2 separate regions of the Anas platyrhynchos genome follow, and region 1 is linked to region 2. The links are chromatin contacts, called in public Hi-C maps. All regions are on one chromosome and are shown on one strand. Each heading gives the region's core, a stretch centred on a gene start, on an enhancer-like site or on the middle of the called end of the contact. The rest is flanking DNA. Distances are from core to core; before and after follow the strand shown. Region 1 holds the start of SUCLG1 (succinate-CoA ligase GDP/ADP-forming subunit alpha). Region 2 overlaps EIF2AK3 (eukaryotic translation initiation factor 2 alpha kinase 3).

The links. Hi-C and Micro-C count contacts between places; a contact is called where the count stands out from the background.
Region 1: a contact with region 2 is called in a Hi-C map of skeletal muscle, with 1.8 times the contacts expected there. The contact joins the promoter of SUCLG1 here to the enhancer-like site in region 2. A contact is called at or near these places in 2 of 8 Hi-C or Micro-C datasets (skeletal muscle and subcutaneous adipose tissue).

What each region holds. Positions count from the first base shown.
Region 1 is chr4:74,282,936-74,288,723 of IASCAAS_PekinDuck_T2T, forward strand. It overlaps SUCLG1 (succinate-CoA ligase GDP/ADP-forming subunit alpha), which reads left to right and starts at 3,317. Exons shown (of 9, transcript XM_027455769.3): 1 at 3,317-3,473. The coding sequence starts at 3,428.
Region 2 is chr4:74,226,719-74,233,194 of IASCAAS_PekinDuck_T2T, forward strand. The region is part of intron 2 of EIF2AK3 (eukaryotic translation initiation factor 2 alpha kinase 3); the gene reads right to left. Among named protein-coding and RNA genes, the nearest start is that of EIF2AK3, 15 kb to the right of the region's middle. Within about 2 kb of position 1,298, at least 2 of the 8 cell types and tissues checked have an H3K27ac peak or open chromatin away from gene starts, as enhancers often do.

The sequences.
Region 1 (5,788 bases), core at 2,067-4,566, 58 kb after region 2:
ATCTGGTGTCACCACTGATGTGAGTAAAGGTTAAACCAGATGGAGATTGCTAAGCCAGCTTGTCCCTGCTTTAGCAATTCCCAAAATAAAGGCTCAAAGGATGGCCTTCTTGCTAAACCTTTCCTGCTAGAACCTGCTTTTGTCAAAGAAATGCTGATCACAGGGTGGGTGGCAGGTCTGCATAGGAAGGAGCTGCGTGATGGGAAGAGCAGAGCTGAAGGCGAACCTTTTAACCCTGGCCAGCACTAGCAGACAAAGCTGATTCTGAGTAGAAAGCCAATGGTATATTTTATGCCATGAAGTATTTGCCCATAAAGGCCATTTTCTGGCTTTACTGACTGTATTGTTCATATGGCTACTAGGCTGAGTACAACCATATGTTTTTTTATATATCTGAGTTTAACATACAGATAGAGTGTGTGACCCCTGCCATCATCCCAAAGGATTTGAGCCTGGGGTTAAGGTCACCACAAAGCTTGTGGTGTAAGGGGCTGCACTCCTAGAGCAGCTGGGTGGACAGCGATGGAGCAGGTTTCGTGTTGGCACCAAAACATTGGTGCAACCTTGACCAGAGCCCCAAATTGACCCTTATCTCAGAGGTAAGTGCTGGCATAGGTCTCCTCTGGCACAACGAGACCTGGGACAGCACACATGTACTCACCTGCCACACAGGACCTGAATTTCCTCCTTAGCTGCATACCATTCTGGCAGCAAAGGTTCACATTAGGTGCCTAAATATAGGTGTCTGATGCCATGTAGGATGCACTACGGTTTCTGTGACATCTGTAGAGGACTGGCTAATTGGATACAGGACTGAAAGGAAACCCAGGTGTTTCTGGAGAGGCAGGAAGAAGCTGGATGGGGTGCTGCACAGCAGCTCAAGCTGCACTAGATGCCAGCCCACAAGCAGTTTAGACATCTCCTGAAACACAGAAAAGGAGATACATGGATCCACGCATGAAAATATACATAGGGAAAAGGGACTGCTTTGTGTATTGAGGGGTGAGTTACCTGTGGGGATGGAGAAGGCTAAGCCTGGCAGGCAGTTACAGTTTCCATCGAGGCTTCATGGAAAGAGACACGGGCGTTTGGTGCAGGTGAAAATTAGACCTAGGTGCCAGAACTCAAAGCAGTCTGTGTTCATTGTGTGGAATAACATCAGGTCTAGGGCCTGGGGTGTAAACAGGGCACCCTGAAAAAAACAAAAACCAAAATGTGTTTTTGCTGCTCTTAGAGCTGGTAAATCCAGATATTTAAGGGGTTGGTGTTTTATTTGCATTGGACATTTTTAGCTGATGATGCAAGCAAACAAAGCATTAGCATTGTCTTTTCTTAGAGAGGAGAAATCAAGGCTGGGAGAGATTGAGTGGTTTCCATGATGGTCCCAAGGAAGTGTGCAGACCACTAGCACCACAGCTAGGGCCCTTATCTGCCCAGCCACGATGTAAATGAAAAAATGAAAACTATTTTAACAATAAGTTTTAAGGGAGCACCAAAACCAGTTGAATTTGTTCACGCAGTGAAACTCCTTTTCATCTAAAGATCTAGGAACGGAAAACGGTTATCAGACACTGTGTTTTTATCTTAGGCTACTGCTAGAGCTCCCATGTGGGTAAACATTAACATGATCCTTATGATCCTTTTTTTTTTTTTTTTGCGATCTGAAGGTCTGGTCCGCTGCAGATGGATATGTGGCAGAACACCCTGTGTTTAGGATCATGAAGAAGTGCTTTCAAACAAAGTTAACTCCCAACTCTGAGTAAGACAGCAAGAAAAATGTTTTCTAGGATTCAGTCCCTGGGTGTGTGATTTTCACAAGGTTCAGCTCCAAGATCCGTGTTGCTCTTATAATGAAGTTGCTCATTTCAAAATGCATTAGGGAGAGACCCCACCGCCTACCTGACATTTGATCTTTCTGCAGTGCCTGAAAAGCATTGTTTGTAGATTAAATCCCACAGTTGTTTTTAATCCTTTGGCTACCCCCCTCTGAGCTAAAATTCATTCTGTTCTGAACTGTGTAAGGGAGCCCCAGTCATTGCCACCCGAGTGTTGCTAATTGCTGTATTGTTTCTCCCTTGGCTGAATGGTTTCTTTCTATGTAGTTGATTAAATTAACTAAATTAATATTAGTGGGTCAGAGTGTGCTCTGACGGGAACAAACCCACTTCCAAGAGCTTCTGGCCAATTAAATATTGTACAGCTGGATTCAGTACCTTGAAACTTTACTGTTGGAGTGGTAATGACTTTTTGATTATACATGAATATTAATACTCAAAAGACACTACAGGCATTCAGGTTTTGACTAAAGAGATGTTTATGCTACTCAGGTTTGGAAAACAAAACAAAACAAACCCACAATACCCTTCACTTTTTACAGTCCCACTAAAACTGTGCAAAAGTTGCAGTGGCCACATTTTTGACTTCATGCCTGCATTATTTTAAATTGGTGTCCAATAGACTTGTGATGCTATGTATCTCCGCATAACAGAAAGAATAACCCACTGTATAACTTATTTGGGGTTAAAACTTCAGATCCCCCTGTTGACAGGCCAGGGACTCTTCTGACCCTTGGGACAGGCCTGCCTGTGACCTGCCTCAGCAAGCCCAGGGGGGTGGCTTAGAAATAGCTGGGGTTCTGCTTGTTCCATTTGGTTTTCTGCTCTCCAGAATTCTAGAATTCTAGAATTCTGCTCTCCATGCAATTCTAGAACAACTTCTCTCTCCCTCCTGAAGACACAATTTTTAGTGGTGAGGTACTGAACAGGCTGCCCAGAGGAGCCGTGGCTGCCCCATCCCTGGGGCTCAAGGCCAGGCTGGATGGGGCTTTGAGCAACCTGGGCTGCTGGGAGGTGTCCCTGCCTGTGGTGAGGGGTTGGACTGGGCTGTGCTTTAGGGTTCCTTCCAACCGAAATCCTTCTGTGATTATATTTACTGAATTACTGATTTACTAAAAAATTTCCTTGGTGCGGTTGGGACGTGAGCTCTGCCGCATTCCCACACATTGAGCCCTGAAAATTAGTAACATATGAGGTCTGTTATGTAGAGAGGAACATTTTATTAGTTCACCAACGAAGATGTACGTGTCTTATGTTGTTTACTGAAGCATTTCCCTGAAAAATATTACTTATTTTTGTACTGGTGGCTACAGCCACGACAAAAGAGTAACCCCTGCGTAGGCAGCGCGCCTTTCTCCTCAGCTGCTGACCTAGCAGTGTACCGGGACATCTTCTAATGCCCACCTGCAGACACCCATCAGAACTCATTTTTTGGGCTGAATGTATCACAATTTAGGAGCTAAAAAGTAGCGTGGAATGAGTATGAGGAGCCTGACGGACTACAACCCCCACAACCCCCCGCGCGCCGCCGGGGCGGGCAGTGCTGAGGCGGCGAGCGGGGCCTGCGGGCCGGGTGTCCTTGTGAGGGGACGATGGCTCACTGCCACACCGCCCGGCTCCTCGGCCGCTTCCTCCGCCGTGAGTACCGCTCCCCCGGGACCCCACAACCCTCCCCTGAGGTGCTCCGGGGCCCTCCCGGTTCCTGGGAGCCGCTCTCAGCCGCCGAGGCCTGCTCCCCCCCCCCCCCGGGCTAGGCCGCGGGGATGCGGGGGAGTGGGCACGGGAATGGGGTTTGGGGGTGAGGAGGGGTTTTGGGGGGTCGTTGAGGGGTGAGGGAGATCCTTGGGGATGAAGGGTGTGCCCTGTGGGGGGTGTTGGACACTGGGTGGGGAGCCAGGGAGGTTTCATCTCTGGTAATGCGCAGAGCTCCTCGAGGAGTGTGGTGGTGGGGTTGGGTCAGGTCACTTTGAGTGGTTCTTTGGGTTAGAGGCCTCTCGAGGGCCCTGAGTTGTTCTGAGACTTCAGCATGACCCGATGAAGTTGTCTGTGTTGTCAGGAGTAACAGCGTTAGCCTTTAAGTACAGAGAACCAAAGCAATCTGCAGCTAAAACGTCAGCTCGAAAGCTTTTATAGGGGTTGGTGTGATATAATAATATCACAGTAAATTAAACTAAGTGTTTTTCTTCGTTCTTATTTTGTGCAGTTAATGCTGCGTTCTCTTCAGGAATTGGTGTGGGCATGCCTAGGCACAAGAGGTTTTTCTTGGAATTTCAGCTGAGGAAAAGGTGTTTTCATCAGGGATCTGACAGCTGACAGCAAGTGGGCAAAGTTAAACTTCATAAATTTCACTGGATCTCTGTGCAAGCAAAGCTTGTGCTTCCTATGGTAACATGCAGGTCAGGGACTCAGGACACGATCTCACGACATTTTCAGCTGGTCCAAGTTGTTCCTGTGGCGCACCCACTGTCCCCCAGGCATCCCTTCCCACCTCTTGTCGCCCATGAGCATGAGTAGGAAGGAAGCTGTACCCCTTCCTGAACCCCTTCCCGTGGGGCTGACTCTGCCAGGCAGCTCTTTGAGCTGGCTCCCCTGAGTCTAATGCAGGTTGGTGCTGGTGGAGATGACAGTGTAGCACCTACACTTCAGTTTAATTTATGCTCCTAGCAAAAGTAATCTTGTGTGCAGCAAGAGATTAGGGAAGAGTGCTTAAGATGCTTTTGTGGGTTAAGGGGAAGAGGTGGACTCAGTGTTTCAGGAAGTGTTCTGCTTGCAGCAGCAGTTCATAAACTCTTTTAAGAAAGTCCTGTAAGAAGGAATATTTCTTCATTTGAAACAGTTTTTGGTTTGATATTATTAAGGTTTGGGCAGTCTTTTAATTTATTAAGTTTGGACTTCGTTCATGCAACAGTCCCAGTAACAAATAATTAACATCTCCTCTTAGTGGCAATTTAAAGCAGTGACTTTCTAGTGTTTTCTGTTGCAAAAGAGTGCATCTGTTCTTGTTGGTACACTGCTGAAGCAAGCCTGCAGGGTGTGTATCGGTAAGTTTCAGTTCAGGAATTTGTGAAAACATGCTATGCAATATGTTAATGAGTGGTGAGGGCTTGCTCAAAGGTCAGCTCAAAGCGCTGCTCGCTTATGGACCAAGACTTAAGCTTATCTTAATTATCGCTGGAGAGTCAGGATTTTTGAATGTTCTGGGCGAGCTGGAAGGCTTTGGAGAGCTCTTAGATTAAATAACCAAAGTAAATTTTGTGAATAATCCTGGCAAAGAAGTGCTGCAGAAATCACGATGCACACTGAAGAATTTGTTTGTTGCTTTTGTGCAAGCTCGCAGACCCTTAGCTGAAGGCTTAGCAGAGTGTACTTGGGAAAAAGTTTATTGTCTTAGAAGAACGTAATCCGTGCGGAACACAGTGTGCCTATTTCCACATGGTCCTGCAGTTTCAACTTCATAAATTAGGAGAAGAAAGCTTTTCTTTCAGATGCTGTCATGTTTACTGTGATGTCCGTGGCAGTAAGCGGGGATTTTTGCTTAGGTGAGAGAGAGGTGTTGAAAGGACTGAAATTTTTCTAATTGTCACTTGTCGTCAGCTTACTTTTGTGTAACATAGTTGTTGTTACATAGTCATTACATCTCTCCTTTATAGACTGGTTAATTTACTTAATTCCTCAACTCCTATGCCATGTTTGTGAATTGTTTTTTCCTTAATTAAAAGGAATTTGGCAAGGAAAGGGTGAGAGAAAAGAGGCTGGGTACCAATAGCTGGAAATCCTTCCCTGAGCTCATAATCCTCTTAAGACCAGGAGTAAGATATTTTGGCAATCCCTCAACAGCATGAAAACTTCTTTGTCACCGGGGATCATCTTCTACTAGTGCAACCGATACCTTTCAGGATGAATTTAGACAGGTTTGGGGAAGGATTGTCCAGGATACAACCACGTGTGTGAAT
Region 2 (6,476 bases), core at 48-2,547:
TGACTACACCAGAATATCCATCCTCCTTTAAAGCAGGCAGAGCAATTATGACTGACATCAGAGCTCACGTTTCATTTTTGCCTTTTCAGACGGTTCAATCAAACTTCTCCTCCCCAGATTTTTTTTTAATTTTGTTTATATACATTTCCTTTAATACTCTCTGGCTTTTCCTTAAAAGGCACAATAGGTCAAGATTTTTTCACCAGGATCCAGTTTCATCCATTACACAGATTTTTCAAGGAGATCCTCACTCGGAAGGATGAGTCATTGTCAATGAGTACTAAGGGACTTATTAAGGAACTCATTATCAGCATCACAGACCATAACTAATACCGTGGAGCCACGGTGGCTGTGTCCATCATGTACAGTAAGAAACTATAATCCATATGATCTTGGCTTTTGAGGATATGGATTAACATGGAAGATGTTAACGGTTTTTTAGACCCTCTGCCCATTCAGGCAGTACCTTATAATTTAATGTAATTATGTTGTAATGTGTAAGGGATCTGGATTTAAATTCTAGTTCTAGTAAATATGTGTTAGTCACTTCAAAAAAAACATATTCCTGCCAAACTGCAAGGCACAGATTTGTAGTGCACAGCCATACAAATAGATCCAGAAGGTTTCTTCTTAAGTGAAGATCTGAAACCACAACTTCTGCGTGATTAAAGTCTCTAGGATGAGACTTGCTATTTGCACTGGGTCACAGAAAAGCAAACAGGATTACCAAAGTTGAGATTCACATAAACAGGGTGAGAAAGTCAGGTCTTGTAAGTGTGTGCATGTCATGACTAATCTCTCTTACACTGTTTGGTACATGTGATTCAGAGAGAAACTTCAGGTGAATTACCTGATAATGCTGGTGACTGTATCCAGGGTCCCTAAGGATCCAAGACCAGTACTTTCTGGTTTTGGAAAGCCTCATGACAACTGACAGTTACAAATTATTCTCAGGATCACAACGTGTAACTGAAGAGATAATAAAAGCAAGCCCTTAAGTAGCCACGAAGTTCTTTGCAAAGCTAAATGAAGTGTTTTCTTTCCTTCCCAGATATTTACCTTACAACAAAAGAGGCCAAAACATGTTGGAAGAGACACTGTAATGCAGCATTTCTTGTGCATCACAGCTCTCACAGCCTCCCATATGGGGGTGGAGGGGATATACACCTACATACACATGGCTCTATACACACACTTCCAGAAATAAAACAAAAGCAAACATTTGTGCACAGGGTCATTCGTAGAAATCACATGATTAGTGGAAAAATAAAGCAAACAAGGTTTACATAAACGTTCACATTCAAGAGCAGCCTTGTGATCTTCAGAACAAAGACATACAGATCATGGAAAACAGTTCAACAACAGAAGAAGTCGGCGCCAAACTTGCAGCTTTGACCAAGCTGGAGAATTTTGCTAAAACATTCAACACAGCAGAGCAATATGATAAAGTGTTTTTTCGTAATATATTCTTTCAGAAATGCATAATAGTTACAAACCAAAACTTAGAGCCTGTGCAGATTACATTAATAAATCCTCCATATGGCTTCTTCCTGTGCATGGTTCGGCAAGGACCTAAACCCAGCTTCCCAGGAGGATCCAGAAGAAGTTCTGCTGGGCTACCAGCCAGCTGAATTCATACAGCCTGGGCAAACTACGTGGTGCTGCTGGTAGCCAGATAGCTACTTGTGGGTCCCAGCTTTTAGATAAGCTTCCTGAAAGCCACAACAGCAAGGGCTGAGCACTTTTTGAGCACCACACTCATTGCCATGCATTTGTGCAGGCTCCTCATCCCAAAGCTCTGTCTCCAAGGCCTGACCAGCAAATCTTAGGGAAAATTTCCAGAAAATGGCAAAACGTCAGCCCTTTCTGGGAATACAAAACCCAAATTCCCCCCATGGAAGTACGCTCCCAAGATGTGAGTCAATCAGGGTGATGCCTTGCTCATCTTCAAGAATTTCCCAGGAGTAGGGCACTAACAGCTCATCTGATACAGCCTCCGTCCCCATCAGCTGCAAGTGACAGACGAGACGGCTCCGGTGAGCTCTGCTGATCACCTGCCCCTGCTCCCAACCTTGGGAGCAGCACGTCCTGCGTGACATTGGGAAGGAAAGGCTGAGAAAAGACACAACTGCTGTGGGTGGACACATCAGGAAAGCAAGTGCAGGGAGTGGGAAGAGCTGTAGTGCTGAAGGACAACGCTGGAGGAAGAATGGATGGGGTTCAAATGAAAACAGGTAAATGTAAGCTAGACATTTCAGTTAGTAACCATCACAAGTGGGGTATTTCACATCAAATGGAGGAACAGAGGCAAAACTGAATAATTCTTCCTAGATGAAGATATTCATAAATGGGATTGCAGGACATGGCTCTGGCAGGGGACTGTACCTAATTGCCACAGAGCTCCTCTCTAACTAAAATAGCTCTATTGTAGCTGAAGAATGAGGCAAGTGTGCACATGTGCCTACCTCAGGTGTACACACAACAAAAAGGCATTTGTGGACACGCCACTGCCTTTCACAAGTGTGGTTATCAGCGCAGAGGCTTTAAAGCACAGCAACAATATCAATTCTTAGCAAATCCAGCACCTGAGAAGCAGCAAAGGGACTTTCCTTGAAAGTAGCAGCCAGCAGCATCGGCATGCAGCTCAGGTAGAGGAATGACATCACCCCGTATCTCTACAGCATTACCTCATCTGCTAATCCGAGGAGTGAGTCACCCAGGCAGTCAGCTGCAAATCTCTTGGCACAGAAAATGTAGGTTACCACGATGCACTTACACATTCCTCTGATCTGTCAATGTAAATAGCTATTTGTTCAGCTTCACCGGTCAGCAATATGGCACATAATTGTTAAGTGGCTTGTCTTTCAGAAGTAACACTTAGATTAAAAAAAAAAAAAAAAAGCCCTACATTAACTAGCGAGCCCTAAACGAGACGCTGCTCTTTTTTGCTCATTAAAGAGTTTGAAGCTGAAGTTCTCCATTGGCTCGGCGCAGGGTGCTGCAGGCCTATCAGCGGCGCTGGCTGCTCAATCTCCAGGCCGACGGGTGAGGTAATGCAGTTTCTAAAAAGCCTTGACAAAAAAGCCAAAAGGCGGAACGATCCGAAATGGCATACGCTACCAGGGAATTTGCTGTCTAGACTCTTTGCTGGAAAGGAGGGCAGCGCACGAGAGCTTCCACGACAGGTTGCTTCGATGCAGGAGGAAAGCTGCTGATTTGTTGTAGGGGGAAAAAAAAAAAGCATCGTGTAAACAGAGATCAAAAAGCTTCCCCGAGCTGCTTAACAGCAAGCATAACATTCATTTCCCATACCTAACGATCCTTACCATACAAAATACCAAGCACGCTCACCTACAGAGAGCTGAAAAAAATGATGCCATAACAGTTAATATTGTTTTCAGCTGTGCTGGACTTTCCAGTAACTCCAAGAAATAACTAAGCAGAGATCAAATCCTTCCCTTAGAATAGGAAGCGTTAAGTCTTTGTTTTTCTAACCCTTCAGCTTGTGGTTTTCAAAACTTACTCTTATCATGAGATATCACTCCTGTAAGAGCTTTATTCCAGTTACTAATTAGCTCAGACTAACCTATATGATCTTATGTGATAAGGGTGCCTTTTTTTTGTCTGTTACAGTAATCTTATTGTAGATGTAATCACAAACAAGATCAAAGCCCACATTGGGTATGCTCTGAGAGCTACTTCCCAGTGAGAACTGTCTCTAAGCCCCTCTAAAATTTGTCTAGGCAACATTAGGAGCCAATTATAGCAGCTTTGCTGTAAAGGGTGGAAACAGGAGTTTGCACAAACGAATCAGGGAAGGAGAACGTAATCACTTTGTTCCACATTAAAAAAAATAAATCATAGCAGCATAGAGATAGCCCTCCCATAAACTTTTAGAGGTTTTTCAGGTCACACACACACACTGTAAGGCTACTAGTTCACGTGTCTGAACTGATTTATTGTCTGCCTTTTTTCAATACACTTATATATTGAATATATGTTTTTATATATTGAAAAAATATGTATTTAAAAATACATATATATACATATAAATAAAAATATAATATATAAATATATATTTATAAATATATTTTTTTCAAGTATATGTATAGGGAGGTGGTGTCTGCACAGCTGCACTGGTTTATGACTTTCTTCCAATGGAAATGGCTATTTCTCTGCCTCAGCTTGGATTTCAGGATGGTTAATTCCCATTTTTTCCCTTCAGGTACCTTCAGAAATTCTGAAGCATGGGGTATTACACTACAAGGATGTCAACGTAGTATTTACCAACAGGAAAACCTTATTCAAACAAAAACACACCAGCATGAAGGGATCAGCTAGAGTCTAAGGACGTAACTTCTCTGCAAACTTTTTGCAAGGTCCACACCACAGACGCTTCCTTAAGAAGAAAAAAAGACCCTAGCATGATATTCTGGAAAACAAAGGCTGCCCAGGTAAGCTATGCCACTGCCTAAAGAATTGGTAAAAGAGCAGAGAGTTCTCCAGAGCACACAGTGCTGTTTAACCAGCCAAGGAAGAAGAAAATTGACTGAAAGAAAAGTCCATGATTCACATCAGTCATATGTCAAGTGACCTTCTGAGATGTATTCAAGGGCAATGAGGAAGCTGAAGCTAGAAATACCTACAGACAGGCTGTCATCAGTGTCTTGTCTTGAAAAACTTTTTGTAAATACCTCCACTTCTGATTCAGCATGACAGTTGTTTATCAAGTACGTACCACGTACCTGTTCCTACCTGCATCCTGTTTGTTAGCCAGTGTACGTGCTGAAAACACCTTCAAGATCAGGACTGTGAGAAAGGTTCTCTTGAACTGCTGATGCACTGGTATTTGTTTCACGGTTTATGGAGGGAGAACATGGCCAGCCTTCTCTGAAGGTACAGCTTGGGCCAAGCTGGTATGGCAGAGAAGCCAAGGAAATGAGCTTTTATCTCAGCCAGATTGTGATAAAGTGTAAAGGTACCCAGGCCTTCCAAGGAATAGTCACTGCATGAGATTCTGAAACACAGGATGACTTACCTAGGAACAGGAATTCACAGGATTTCTGAAGTGTTCTAGCCTGGCCCCTGCCAAGATCCATATGACAGAAATACAGAAGTTTTTACCTTTCCTCTTCTTCCACCGTACTCCCCTACTTGGTAGTTTCTACTTCATTTTTCGTTGGCTAGAACAGACTGGGACAAGTCATGAATTTAACTTTGTGGCTGTGTTTATCAGGAATGTTGAGTGCAAGGTACAAGCGTAGAGCCGAAGTGATGTAATCCTGTGCCTAGAGAACCTGTTTGAAAACTCCTTTTTATTGTTTCCTCCAAGGAACACCTGCAACACACTTCCAACAACTTCACTGAATGACTGCAGTCGGCATCTCTGGCACAATTCTACGTTGCAGGCCTTAAAATCTGATCAAGGGTCAGGACCCTGGTTGCCTTTTGCACTACACACCACAACAGAAAGTCTCCTTGCCAGCATAAGGGGCACGGTGTCCTGTTTGGCTCGAGTTTGCCATTAGAAGCATTAGCCCTACCCTGTCCTCTGCCCTCCCTCGAGCAGCCACGCAGTGAAACAGAGGAACAAGAGGAACCGCAGTGCGTTAAGCAGCCTGCCCCAGCTTCAAAAGGGATCAGTTCCCCAACGCTGTTTGCTGTGCAATCAAAACAGCCCCTTCTGAAGAGGGCCAGTGAACTAAAATACCACTGTTACTTTAATCACAGTCAAACAAGACTTGGGATTTTGACTACAGAGATGCCAGCCTGCCTCGCTGCCATGGCAACAGACTTTTTAAAAACTGTTCTCCTTAATAATCAAAAACGCACGGTGCTGTAAGAACGACTTTATTTTGACATTATTCCATCCCCCTCTTTAACGTAGCAAGTTCTGTTCAAAAGAAAAAGACTTCAGCAGTCTTCTGGAAGTTAGGAGCAGTCCTTTCCAAGGCATGCTGGAGCTGCTGCTACTACTGAGCCCAGCACTGAGGTCACTGAAAATAAGGGAACATTTGGGAAAAGATCAGTAAGGCAAATTACCCCAAACCTCACTGCTACAGAAACAGGCACTGTACAGAAGCTCATTAACTACTATGTCAACATTGGTGTTGTTCCAGTACTGGGATGTTTCAAGATGTTTGACACCCCACCCCCACGCCCCCCCCCCCCCGCCCAAATCTATCTTTCAGGACTGCACAAGCTCCTATAGGACCAGGAGGAAAAAACTTAGGTGAGACTTCTCTTAAGAGATGGGGAAAATGGGCAAAAACACCAACCCACGTCACTTTGGGGATCCAGGATTTAAGTCTACCTTTGCCAGGCCTGGTGCATTTTTTCCCTAAACCTGCCTGAACAGAGTGTTTTTTTGTTTTTGGTAAGGACACAAAGTCCCCATGTCTTGAAAAATTCAGAGTCACAGCAATTCCTATGAGAAAAGAGCCCAATGCAGGAGAATAAGAGAAGATGGCAAATGC